Linked DNA regions of Gasterosteus aculeatus: region 2 is linked to region 1. The links are chromatin contacts, called in public Hi-C maps. All regions are on one chromosome and are shown on one strand. Each heading gives the region's core, a stretch centred on a gene start, on an enhancer-like site or on the middle of the called end of the contact. The rest is flanking DNA. Distances are from core to core; before and after follow the strand shown. Region 1 overlaps gtf2b (general transcription factor IIB). Region 2 holds the start of hs2st1a (heparan sulfate 2-O-sulfotransferase 1a).

Evidence for each region. Hi-C and Micro-C count contacts between places; a contact is called where the count stands out from the background.
Region 2: a Hi-C map of whole body shows a contact between it and region 1, with 3 times the contacts expected there. The contact joins the promoter of hs2st1a here to the enhancer-like site in region 1. A contact is called at or near these places in 3 of 6 Hi-C or Micro-C datasets (skeletal muscle, tail fin and whole body).

What each region holds. Positions count from the first base shown.
Region 1 is chr3:9,963,417-9,969,861 of fGasAcu3.hap1.1, forward strand. It overlaps gtf2b (general transcription factor IIB), which reads left to right. Exons shown (of 7, transcript XM_078099104.1): 2 at 4,209-4,321; 3 at 5,722-5,855; 4 at 5,954-6,100; 5 at 6,406-6,445. The coding sequence starts at 4,291. Among protein-coding and RNA genes, the nearest start is that of lrrc8da, 5.0 kb to the left of the region's middle. Within about 2 kb of position 3,020, at least 9 of the 9 cell types and tissues checked have open chromatin away from gene starts, as enhancers often do.
Region 2 is chr3:10,006,909-10,012,640 of fGasAcu3.hap1.1, forward strand. It overlaps hs2st1a (heparan sulfate 2-O-sulfotransferase 1a), which reads right to left and starts at 4,285. Exons shown (of 8, transcript XM_040171740.2): 1 at 4,071-4,285; 2 at 3,742-3,918. The coding sequence starts at 3,865. selenof (selenoprotein F) reads left to right here and starts at 4,431. Exons shown (of 5, transcript XM_040171755.2): 1 at 4,431-4,758; 2 at 5,689-5,732. The coding sequence starts at 4,624.

The DNA.
Region 1 (6,445 bases), core at 1,770-4,269:
TGGAGGCATCGGCTCTGATGTCATCACACGCTGCCTCCATGGCAGCAGAAGGGTCATCTGTGTATGTGGCTGGCGATCATATACTTTACTTTACAAGAATTCCTCAATGAGGTTAAGGAATGGGGAGTAGGGTGAGAGGAGCTCCATCGGCATCCTGTTGTGGGTCGCAAACCATTGCCTGATGATGATGTTGCAAACTTACATTGTCCCAAACTATCGCATACTTTGGCAAGTCCAATCTTACCCCTCTCTTGTTCACGGATGAGATAAATGCAGAGAGTGTTTAAAAGGGTGAGAAAACGCTCTGTATTGTGTGGCTGAATAATGTGTGCACAAGTGCGGCTCCTATCTCATCGGGAACACGCATGTGTCCTCGGCCTCTTCTGCCTTATACTCTCCTTTGCATCTCAACTCCTCCGCCACGCGGCCGCACTCCTCTTCCTCCTCTTCTTCTTCTCCCGGGCTGTTGACCCTGTCTAATTCCCTGTCCTTCCTTTGTCAGACATTGTAACATTGTGTTGTGCTCCGGCTATGTATATACTTGCCCGTTGATGGCTCATGAAATGCACCTTCGATAAAGTCAAGATTCACATGTGAGCAATTTACCAATTTAGGACAGATTTAGAAAAAAGTCTAATGGAAATATAGAAGAAATATGCTTGACAAATTATCATGCATTTTGAATGTAAAGACTGCTATGAACTGATGCCTAAATGTTGTAGTTGGGTGAGACTATTCAACAGAGGCCCATTATAATACATTTTGATCCACATGACATAAGCAATTGATAATGTAGTAAACAGCAGATAATTGTACGTAATCATTTGCATGGATGTACCAAAGCATTTGCAACTTGTTTAAATAAACTGCTTTTTCGATTCCACAACTTGGTGATAAAATACTATTTGCAGTAAAGTTTAGGTGGTAATAGCATTAGTTGTACTGCTAATGGTACTGATTCAGATTCCTTTAACCTTCAAATGTTTACATGTCTGCGGCGAGATATGTGGTTGGTCAGGTAAGGAGAAGGAAAAAGGTATAAAGATTTAATGGTTTGGTTTGTTGTCATACTGGGCCGCAGTGGTTGGACAGTATGTAGTTTCCTGACGGTAATGGGGCCAACAGCTGGGGACCACAGATACCCCTGGCAACCCATTCAGTATGTTGAGAATTGCCTCAATGAGTTATAAATAATTCACCAGGGACCTTCTTCTCTGATTTGGAAGAATATGCTGGAATATTATCACACAAACATCAGCTGGAGTTTTTAAATGTGAGTTTTATATGCGGAGGATAAAATAAATGCAAAGTTTTTCAATTTTAAACCAAAGGCACAAACCCAAACAAACATGCGTTTATGGTAATTCATTTCCTGTAAGCACGATAAGCCAAAAACAGTAGTCTCACACACACACACACACACACACACACACACACACACACACACACACACACACACACACACAGACTGTGGAAATTCAGTCTTAGGTCAAGTCCTTGGTATGTAGTGGGGAAAATGAGTGTGTGTATCAGTGTGTAAAAAAACACACACTACCCAAGACGTTTGCACAGGCCATTTGCTTGTGCGTGTGGATCCTTTGTTATTACTTGACATACAGTATAGTAATGAAGGATTCTGATGGGATGTAATATGATGGTGCAGTTGGGAACCTGAGGGATTGGGGTGGTTAGTACAGTGGTAGTACTATATGTTTTTTTATGTGTGTTTGAAAGGACACATCGGACACCGGCATACTGGTCTGTACATGCCTTTGTTTGATGTGCCAGGGATATCTCTCATGCTGTGACTTGTTACGGTTTGTGCTAGTTCAGTTTCCACCGCTTTGTGCAGTAAGGCCGCCCAGGAGGGTTTTGTATCATTAGTGGTATCAGAAAACATACATTAAATATACGTGAATGCGTCTCAGGGACACTTCTCACAAAACGACGAGACGACTGAGTTTGAGAATGCAGCATTTGGGGGTGACGGATTGCTAAAATGCTGCTTACTCCTTGGTAGGTTGAGTCTCATTACTACTCAAACAAGAATGATCTCAAAGTAATACATCTCTGTTTGTTTAACCAGAGAGACAGAGAGAGACAGAGAGAGAGAGAGAGCAGTGCCAAATGACCTTTCCATGAAATCTTATCACTGTAATGAGTCAGTTATTTAGCACCACCTGCTGTCGTCCTGATGCACATTTGCTTTTTTGAATGATACTTTTTAGGTAATCCAGTCAACTTCAATTTCTATGGACGTTTAGTAAGAAATAAATGTTAGTTGTGCTATAAATAATGTGTTATTCACCTTTAGATGATACTTCATAGATATATATTTTGTAGACAGATGTAGATTTGTCATTCTTCTCCCACAAAAGCTAAAGAAAAACATGTGACTCTTTGTGTCTTTGTCTGGTTTCCTTCACAGGCGTGGGAAGTATCATTCAGTCACAAACTAGCAGAGTCAGACACAGAAGGCGCTCAGAATGCTGCAAAATGATTCATCTTTTTGTTGTTGGTTAGTCAAACACATTATTATTATATAGGATGTACTCAAAAAAATGTTCTTACGTGTAGTGTTACCAAACGGACATAGAATTTACAAACCGGAATATGAGACATCTCGCTCTCTCTCTCTCTCTCTCTCTCTCTCTCTCTCTGGCTCTCTCTTTCTCTCAACAACAAAACAGTGTTATACAAACGTTATACAAATGTCTCGACTAGTTTGAGCCTTATGCCTCTCCGTACTCCTACGGTCATGTGATCAGATAAAGTTATAAATAGAGGTAGTGCATTCGATTGTTCCTTTGACACAGAGGCGGACTGAGGAGCAACATGGCGTCGACAAGCCGGTGCGTAGCTACTATAACCAAACCTTACACCTATTCCTTCTTCATGTGGGCTCTCAGAATGTAAACTCATTAACGTCATCGAGTTAGACGGGAATAATTGTACGCCTTAAATTCCTTCTGTCCCCGTAAATTGTCAGATTGATTTCGCTGCTTTGCTACGTTAGCCGAATTAGCTGGCTAGGTGTTGCCAGAAGTCACTCTCTGTTGTGCCGTGACATTATCTCACCGTTGTGCTGCTAATAACTTTGTCAACCTCGCTTCGTATCTTAATTTTTTTTTTGTCGCCTCGCACTTTTTCACACTTTAGCTGTCTAACGGTCAACAGGTAACCGTTGATGCTAACGTCTGCAGTTTGAAGCGGGCACAAATGCCCTCGTATCGCAGTAGACGAGCCGTCTATGTAAAACAAACCCCAAAAAAAACAAGGAATGAAGTTTGGATATTATTTATTATGATCAACATGTAGATTCAAAGTAGATAGTGGAGGGAATGTGGAATTATGTTTGTAATGTCCCGGATATCAGGCCCTTAGATTGTTGTGCTTTCCGCACATCACTGTGACTGGCTTTCAGGGGTTAGTTTAGGGGTCACCGTAAACATATTGTATCAATATTGTTCCTTAAATGATCATTCAATAAATCGTCTTAATATTTAATGTATATACATTTTTAATTATTTAATGTCACTTCTAATTTAAAACCCAAATAATCTTAAGCCCAGTATGAATGTGAGGATTTTCTTCTACATAGCAGTAGACTTCACATCTAAGGCAATTTAAAGACATCAATTACATTTCTGAGTTAGATAGTTTTACATTTCATCCACTAAACCATTAAAAATCAGATTTATCAGCAACGAGAACATTTAGTTAAGGTTAAGTGTTCAATGCTATTCAGCTGCCTATGACCCAGCCCATCATGGCTTAATGCTCATCTGATTCTTTTAATCTTTGATAATGTTTTACTTAATATCTGCTCGGCATATTGACTTTGCCCAAACCAGGTTCAGGCCACTGAGCTTTCAGTCTGCCAGGTATTTCTTCTAAGCATTAACATGGAGGAAATTAAAGGGCTCAATGTAACAGTATGTATTTTAATGATACTCCCTGTACTATTTACCAGTTTATTTTTCCAGCTTCCGAAGACGAGACCAGCTTTAAATTGTGTTTTGTATCCTGGCATCAGCATGAACTCTGTCTGTCTGTCTGTCTGTCTGTCTGTCTGTCTGTCTGTCTGTCTGTCTGTCTGTCTGTCTCTTTGATCCACCACGTAGCCCATCTGCCTACATTTTCCTCCCCTGTCCATCTTTTTCTTGCCTTTCGAGCTGTTTGATCACTTAATTGTTCTGCTTTTGTAGCGGAGATGGCCTGTCCCTTCCAAGAGTCCAATGTCCCAACCACCCTGATACTATACTGGTGGAGGACTACAGAGCAGGGGACATGATCTGCCCTGAATGTGGCCTTGTAGTAGGTCAGTATACACAACGATTATCTGCATGTTTACCTTTCTATCATAGAGCTTTCAGTGTTTGAATTAGTGTTTGGTAGTATTATACCTGTTAACATTTGTAATAGGACATTTCTTTTTTATTTACTGCCACACAAGAGCATAGTTGTGAAGAGTACTGGGTTTGTGAAAATGTGGATGTGGAGTATATTGAGAGGGGACCACCACTAACTGCGTATTTTGCTGAAGAGAAGATCTGTCTGATGTTGATGTTATTGAGGCTTTGACGTCTCTGTTGCTGCGACGTCTTCGACCACACCTAAATAGAAGTGCAACAGACATGGTGAAGACCATGGAAAATTCATTATGAAGCTTTTAAAAGAACTGTGTCGTGTTTTAATTGATCTTCTCAGTCAGCAAAGAACATATCAGCACAAAATGCCCAGATATCAAGTATATGAAGAAAATAATCCTTTCAACATGTGATGCTAACTGAAAGTCGAAGCCGTAGAGAACACGCAGTTCTTTAACGAGCCCCCGGAGCAGAGACCAGGTCAGGAGGGAGACTCGAGACGCCAGCCGCTCTGATACGAGCTGAAGGGCCCTCTGTTCCTGCTCCCATAGCTTCAGCTCTCCTCTAAGGAGACGAATGGCACGTGGCGTCGAGATGTTCCAGTCATGTATGTGAAAAAAGAAATAAGCCTAATGGACATAATATGATAACTAGCAATACGTCTTTGTCACACCCAGTGTCCTTTTGAACATCTCCGGTTTGATGCAATTCAATCACATTTGTTAAGTACAGATTTCATAATGTGTTTCTGCCTCACAATGACAACAACGATAAAAAGACAATCTGAAAGCAGGGGATGATGTAACAGTAGTAAAACATGAATAAGGCTGTGGATGAGCTGATGAAACCCACTACGGGAGGATTCAAACAATATTTACAGTATTTGAGTCTCAGAGGACGTGTTCATGAGGCTCCGTCTTCTGCTTAATTAAACCACAGGGATGTGATACACATCGAGGAAGACAGTGACTGCATTTTGTTTGTATGTGCAGATTATTCACTGGACTGAACAAAATGTGTCCGCTTTATTAAACTACCATGGTTTGTTGTAACATTTCACAGAAATCGGACAGATGTAGGTTAGAATTGTAATTCTTTTAATGACAGCTAATTTTGGGCGTTGTCGAGTTCAGACTGTAAACATCTTCAAACAAAAATGTATTACAAATATGAAGTGTCTATTTAAAGCAAAAAAATGTTGCAATCTCCCACGAGGACAATTAACTACATTTTGGTTCCTTGTGTTGGTGCTTGTGCAAAATAAATCATAGTTCCATCAAACGCCTAAAAAGTTATTAATGTTGAATTGTCTATTTATTTTTTAATCCCATTTCTTTTAAATTCTCCTCAGGTGACCGTGTTATCGACGTCGGCTCAGAGTGGAGGACGTTCTCCAATGAGAAAGCACTCAAGGATCCATCCAGAGTGGGAGACGCCCAGAACCCGCTGCTCAATGGGGGCGACCTAACCACCATGATCAGCAAGGTGAGGCGCTCTCTGTTAGAAATGAGCCTCGCGGTGAGTTTTTACCACAGTAAATCTTGTCCCTCCAAATAATAAACACTTACCATTTTTCACCACAGGGAACCGGCGCAGCTAGTTTTGATGAATTCGGTAACTCCAAGTATCAGAACCGGCGGACCATGAGCAGCTCAGACCGGGCCATGCTCAACGCCTTTAAAGAAATCAGCACCATGGCAGATCGCATCAACCTGCCAAGGAACATCATCGTAAGTTTAAAAAAACATGATAAATTGTAATTCATTAAATGTAACTGAAGGAGTCACAGACACACGCGGTTTATCCTCACTCGTACTCGATCGTCATGACTCACCATCGTGTTGTTGTAGATAAACATCTGATTGAAACACTGTTTAAAAAAGAAAGCTCAAACACGCTTTACTATTAAATCCCTAATTTAAAAAACACACAGATGATTTATATGTGGCAGGGTTTCATTCAGACCTTTCATTACGTGGATGCAAATCCACGTAATGCAAATCATTTACCTGTAAATACTGTTTTTCCTCTGCAGGACAGAACAAACAACTTATTCAAACAGGTTTATGAACAGA
Region 2 (5,732 bases), core at 3,035-5,534, 45 kb after region 1:
CCGGCTCCGGTTGCTACAGCGGGAAGGGAAGACAGCCCCCCCCCTCCTGGTGGCCATAAATCCCCCCCCCCTCCCGCCCCCCGTGCTTCTGACAATACAGGCTTATCCCGGTGTGACCATTAGCGCCGAGCCTCCCGCAACACATCCAACCCCCGCTGTGAGACGCCCTCCATCAGCTGCAGACGCCACGTTCCGCCGAGCGGCTGAGGGCGACCGTGGCAGCGGAGGTCAACCTGCAGAGCAAATGACTCACGGCCTCTTTATACCTCTCAGCGAAGCTAAAAAAACCAGAGGGGTCTGTGGGGTGTCAGGGAGAGTTCAAAGGGAATCGGAGGGCCGTGTCATCATCATCACACACAACAGGGAGAGGGTGTGGAGGGTGTGGAGGTCTGCACCTGGAGCCGTCTAGTCGAGTGCTACCGGCGTGACACCCATCAGATCAGGAGGAACAAACCATTTGGTGTTGCGGCGGACATTCGGATCATCTCTGCCAAAACACGACCGCAGCTCGCCGTCTCAAAAGGTCGTCCAGTCTGATCCGGCTGGCGGTTGTGGAGCCCCGACGCGGCGATCAAAGTCAAATTCAAACCCCGGGAGCGACGGGACGAATGCATCAAAGTCTCGCGTCACTCGGACAACAAAAAGGCGCGCGTCACTCCTTCTTCTGCTTGTGTCTGGAACCAAATATCAACACGTAACAGATGAAAATTGAGTTTGTTTGAAATCAGGCTGAGTAGCGGCGAGCAGATGAAAAGGGCGATGATGCTGAGGGGAGTGTGTGTGTGTGTGTGTGTGTGTGGGGAGGGGGGTTATCTCTGTCGGCTGGGTGAAACGCGGGGCTTCAAGCGCCCCGCGGGGCCCAGAGGAGAAGAGGCTGTTTGCTACAGTTACAAAAAGGCTGCGAGGTTTCGCTTCAAACAAACCAGCAATTAACAGAACCTGTAGCGACAGCTTGCAGGTTATCAAATTACTTTATAGTATCACAAAGAAGGGCGGAAAAGCAGGCATTCCTTCAATAGAACATTTGGGGTTTTGTTCTCGTTTAGGAATAATCTCCCTGAGGAAATAAGGTCAGCGTGGCTCGTTGTATCAATAAAAACAGGCGGCAGGGACTGATGTTTCAGAAATAATAGTAATGAATGAATAATGATGAACACGTTTTCAGCCAGATAACACAGCAATCATAAAAACAGGTTTCAAACCCACCACTCAAAGTGTGCCTTGGTGCCAAAATATTACCCACAATGCATCACTTTTGTGGTATCATTCAGGTCAGATATACTCAGCCTTCTGTATTGTGAAGGGATGTGACCTCAAGTCTAGTAGCATCGTGTCCGCTTTGCACTTCATTCATTTAGCAATTCATTCATTTAGCACTCAGTGCTAAATGAATCTGCACACTCGGAAGATTGAAAGAATAAAAAAAAGTCCACATGATCAACTTATTGGAACTTATTTACAGTTATTTTAGGAACATGAAAATTCCTCCGGCTCGGGCCTACTGGGTGCTGCTTCAAAGAGACAATATTCCTCAAATGGTTAATAAGATCTAATCCCGGTTGGAATCAAATTTCAGCATCATTCTTCGGTCTTAGACTTAATGTTCCATAATGGCAGCAATTTTTCAAGGTGAGCTTCCCAAATTGCGTAAACAGAGAGGGAGTCAATGGCAAACCTGACAGGGAAAGTGGCTCTGAATCCGTTGCTCTTAATATAAAGAAACTCTATTATTCCATCCATCCCTGCAGTCATGCTGCGTTACTGTTGACCCGGCCGGCAGCAGCCGGAGAGAAATGGCGTCAGAATAATGGATTCGGCCCACGGCGGGACACACCGCTGCATCGCGGCGTGCTTGAAATGCAGGAGATTTCTCTGGGAAACGGGGGAGGCGACGATTACTTTGGAAGCAAATCCCAGCTTGTCCGCCCTGCAGGCCGGGGGCGGGAGGGAGGTAGGGGGGGGGCTAATAGGGGGAAATGATTCAACCCGCATGTGAGGCGATGGGATCCGCCGCCGGTCAATTCCGATCAGGGTGGAGTTTTAACCACCAACACGGGCGAACCGTGGAGGTGACGCTTGGAGCTTCTCCGGCTTTGAAGCACGCGAGAATCGTTCATGGAGGTTCGATTTGGCACCGCTGGACTGGCAGCGGGGCGCACCTGGTACGGCTCTCGGGACGGCAACGTGAATGTTAGAGCCTCAGTCACAACTATTTGGCCACGCAGCACGTAATTCAGAGCTGCAGCACTCAGGCATCTGCTCGACCCAGTCATCCATCAGAAGGCTTTTTGCCAAGTCAGCAGATTCTCGTGGTGGCGGGCAGTCGGAGGGGAAAAGGCCTCTCAGGTTGTGTTTCAGCATCAGGGGTGTGTGTGTGTCTCTGTGCTTTCACTCTGTGTAAAGTATAGCACTTTACGGCAGCAATAATCCATGCCACAGGCCAATAGAGCCATCTAACCCCCACCAGGACACCAGAGTGCTCCAACATGTGAAAAACTCAACTGGGAGGCTTTATTCAATCATGAAGACGCAAGACTTCTTTATTCACCATCTCGCCTGGATACCGGTTCGACTACTCGCCGACTTAAAAGGCTCAGGAAAAACTAACATGGAATAAATCATTGACTTAAACCCAGAATCTTTTTGTTTTATACAGTCATATACATTTAAAAGATTCACTTTTTTATGATCATATGATCATAAAAAATAACTATAAAAAGGAGATATTTGAAGACGTCAGGAACGGCTTCAGGACAACTTTGACTCCACATACGTATTAACGTTTGTGCACAGCAAAGATTCCAAAAACAACTTGATGATTTGACAGGTGCCTGTTGTAATGATCACACAACGCCTGTACATCACGGCCGTTTTCCACCCTCTATGGTCTATAGTCAACAAATCATGGCAATTTTTTATGTCATTGATTACACCTGCACTTTTCCTGCTGCTATTGAGGTGACAAAATGTCTGCAGAGAAGCTGGTCAGTTGGCGGCGCCCTCCCCCCGTCGGTGCCGGGCTCCCACTCACACCAAATGTTACAAGAGGTGGTGTCTGAACCCCCCCCGGGGTACACCGGCCTCCCCCTCAGACCGTCTGCTGCTCTCTGCAAAACAAAATCCCTCCAGGGATAATCCTGCAATGTCCCAGATCTTCATTGGGAGTGAGCCCCTGAACTTGGGAAGTCACAATGAGATTTGAACACGGCGTCGGCTACGTTTCAATCACGGGAGAGAGTTTAGTAAAGCGGGAGGATTTGCAGCAGGGTGGCGTCCTCATGAATAAAGAATATCACTAAGAACACACTTGGAGGCAAATAGAGGTTTCCTGCAATACACTGTGCATCACACCTTTCCAGAAACACCGGCTACAATAAAGCGTCTTTTTGAGCCGCTTGTTGAACCAGAACATCTCCGTGGGCTTTAGAAAACTGAGCCGGGCCATTTTTCCGAAACAAGCCTGTCACCGGGCAACAGGCTGAAGAAAGCATCTCCTCCTCCATCTCCTCCATCTCGCGTTGCATTGCACAAACGGGAGAGTCTGTAGGGCATTAAAATACAAATACCCCGGAATGACCATGCAAAGTTCAGTCTGGACGGCTCCCAGATCATTAAACATGACTGTGTGCCATTGTCTGATTAGTGGAGGGTCTCTGCACACCGACCCAGATGCACAGCCACGGTGATGCACGTATCTACACGGCGAGGTCAGCATCGGCCCGCAGACCCCTTTAAACTTACCGAGCTTCCCCCTGGACTCCTCCAGCTTCTGGATCTGGTTCTCCAGGAAGAACATGGCCACGGCGAACGCCAGCAGCGCCAAAAGCTGCAACTTGGGCGGCATCATGACTCTGAGCAGCCCCATCAAATCATCCAGAGGGTTATTTGTGGTCAGTCCATGCTCAGAGACAGGAGACGCTGAGAAAACACACACACACACACACACACACACACACACACAGAGAGAGAGAGAGAGAGCGACGACGCTGGTTACAAAGCGGCTGAGTGTGCGAGCATGGCCCTCGGTGTGCGTGTGTTTTTATCTAACAGTCTTAAAATCGTCCGGTTACCTCAAAGGCGATGTGTTCACGCGGGGCTTGGTTATTTCATCAAGTCAGTGCCCGACAGAGGGGCGCCGCGAGCGGATGAGAGGAGAGAATCGGTCCCCGCGGTTGGTCGGAGCGGTGGTACCAAGCCGCTGTCGCCTGCGTCCCCCATGTAGCGCTGCTCTGTCCCATCCAGTTTGTGTCCACCACCGCACCACGGACACACTATTACTACCGCCGAGCCCATTGGACGCGTCAGCAGTCCAGCGCGCGGCGGAGGATTTCTATTGGTTGACTAAATCTGTCTGTTCACACCGGATTGGACCGTTTTCAGAAGCAATGACCCCGACCTCCGCCAGCAGGTGTCGTAGTTTTTTTCTTTTCACCCCGATAAAAACAGAGAAGAAAAAGACAGTGATAGTCGACCGTAGAACAGGCCTCACCTAAAAAAACGCACACAATTAAATTAGATTAATTTGAATTACTCAAATACCCATCGACATATTGGTGTAACTGATAGGAATAGCATTTTGTTAGCAACAGTTGAACATGTGGGAAACATAAATAATTAGTTATTATGTTCTATGATCAGGCGCAACGTGGCCGCCCTCCGATTAATAAATGGGTCCTCCGAGTAGTTTATGCTAACAAAGCAGCATCCAAAATGTCGGGGGAGGTGTATCTTCTATGGCTTCTCTCGCTTTTACAAACGGTGAGTTAATTTACACAGACAGGTGGTTTCCGTGCGATGTTTTGTACGTTGGCACAGCTGTTGTTAGTCGACTATTGTTATGTGTAGTTTTTTTTGCCTCATCCTGCTGAGCCCGGATCTTCAAAATGACGTGGCTTATCCCGAAAACCCCAAAGCCCAGGTTTTCATGTGGAGCCTCCTCAGAACTTATTCGACAACTAAAATTATATAGTGATAAACCGCTTGGTTTGTCAAAACCGGTGTTAAAAAAAAAAAAGAAGAGACAAAGCTACACCAGGACTTCCGGGTTTGTAACGTTACATTAGTTGTCCTCATCAAGAAGCCGCTCTCTGCTGAGTAAATCAGTCCTCTCCTCTAAAGTCATGGGTGGACAATGTGGACAATGGGGCGATATAACATGAGAGGACACTGGTTTTCTGATTACTCGAAGCAAATCCTGATTTTATTAAACATGCCGGTTAGTCGTAGCTATCCTAACTGACGAAACAAAATTAGCCATCATCATCGTCATCATCATCATTATTTGAGTCATTTTGTTATTATGTCACCAGTACAACAGTGTCACTAAAGTGTTCTTTAGCATCAAAGAGGATAAATCTAATGCTCACATTGCCAAAAGTTTACTGAGTCTAATATCTGTAATTGAGAAATGAAATTACAATTAAGTCCTCTTCGCATAAAAATGCCATGTCTGTTGATTGTTTTATTTCTATATCAAAAATCAAATTAATAGATTATATTTTAGTTGTAGCACCACCATCCTATAGGCTAATACGGCTTATATATATATATATATATATATATAATATATTTTTTTTTTCAACAATACACTGTCAGAAATCTGTACTTGAAGTAATATTGTTATACTTATTTACATGGCCTTTCATGTATCCTGTGTGTGTTCTCTCGTCTCTTCCTTCCTCCCCCCAGCTGTCGGCGTACGGTGCCGATCTGTCGTCGGAGGCGTGCAGGGA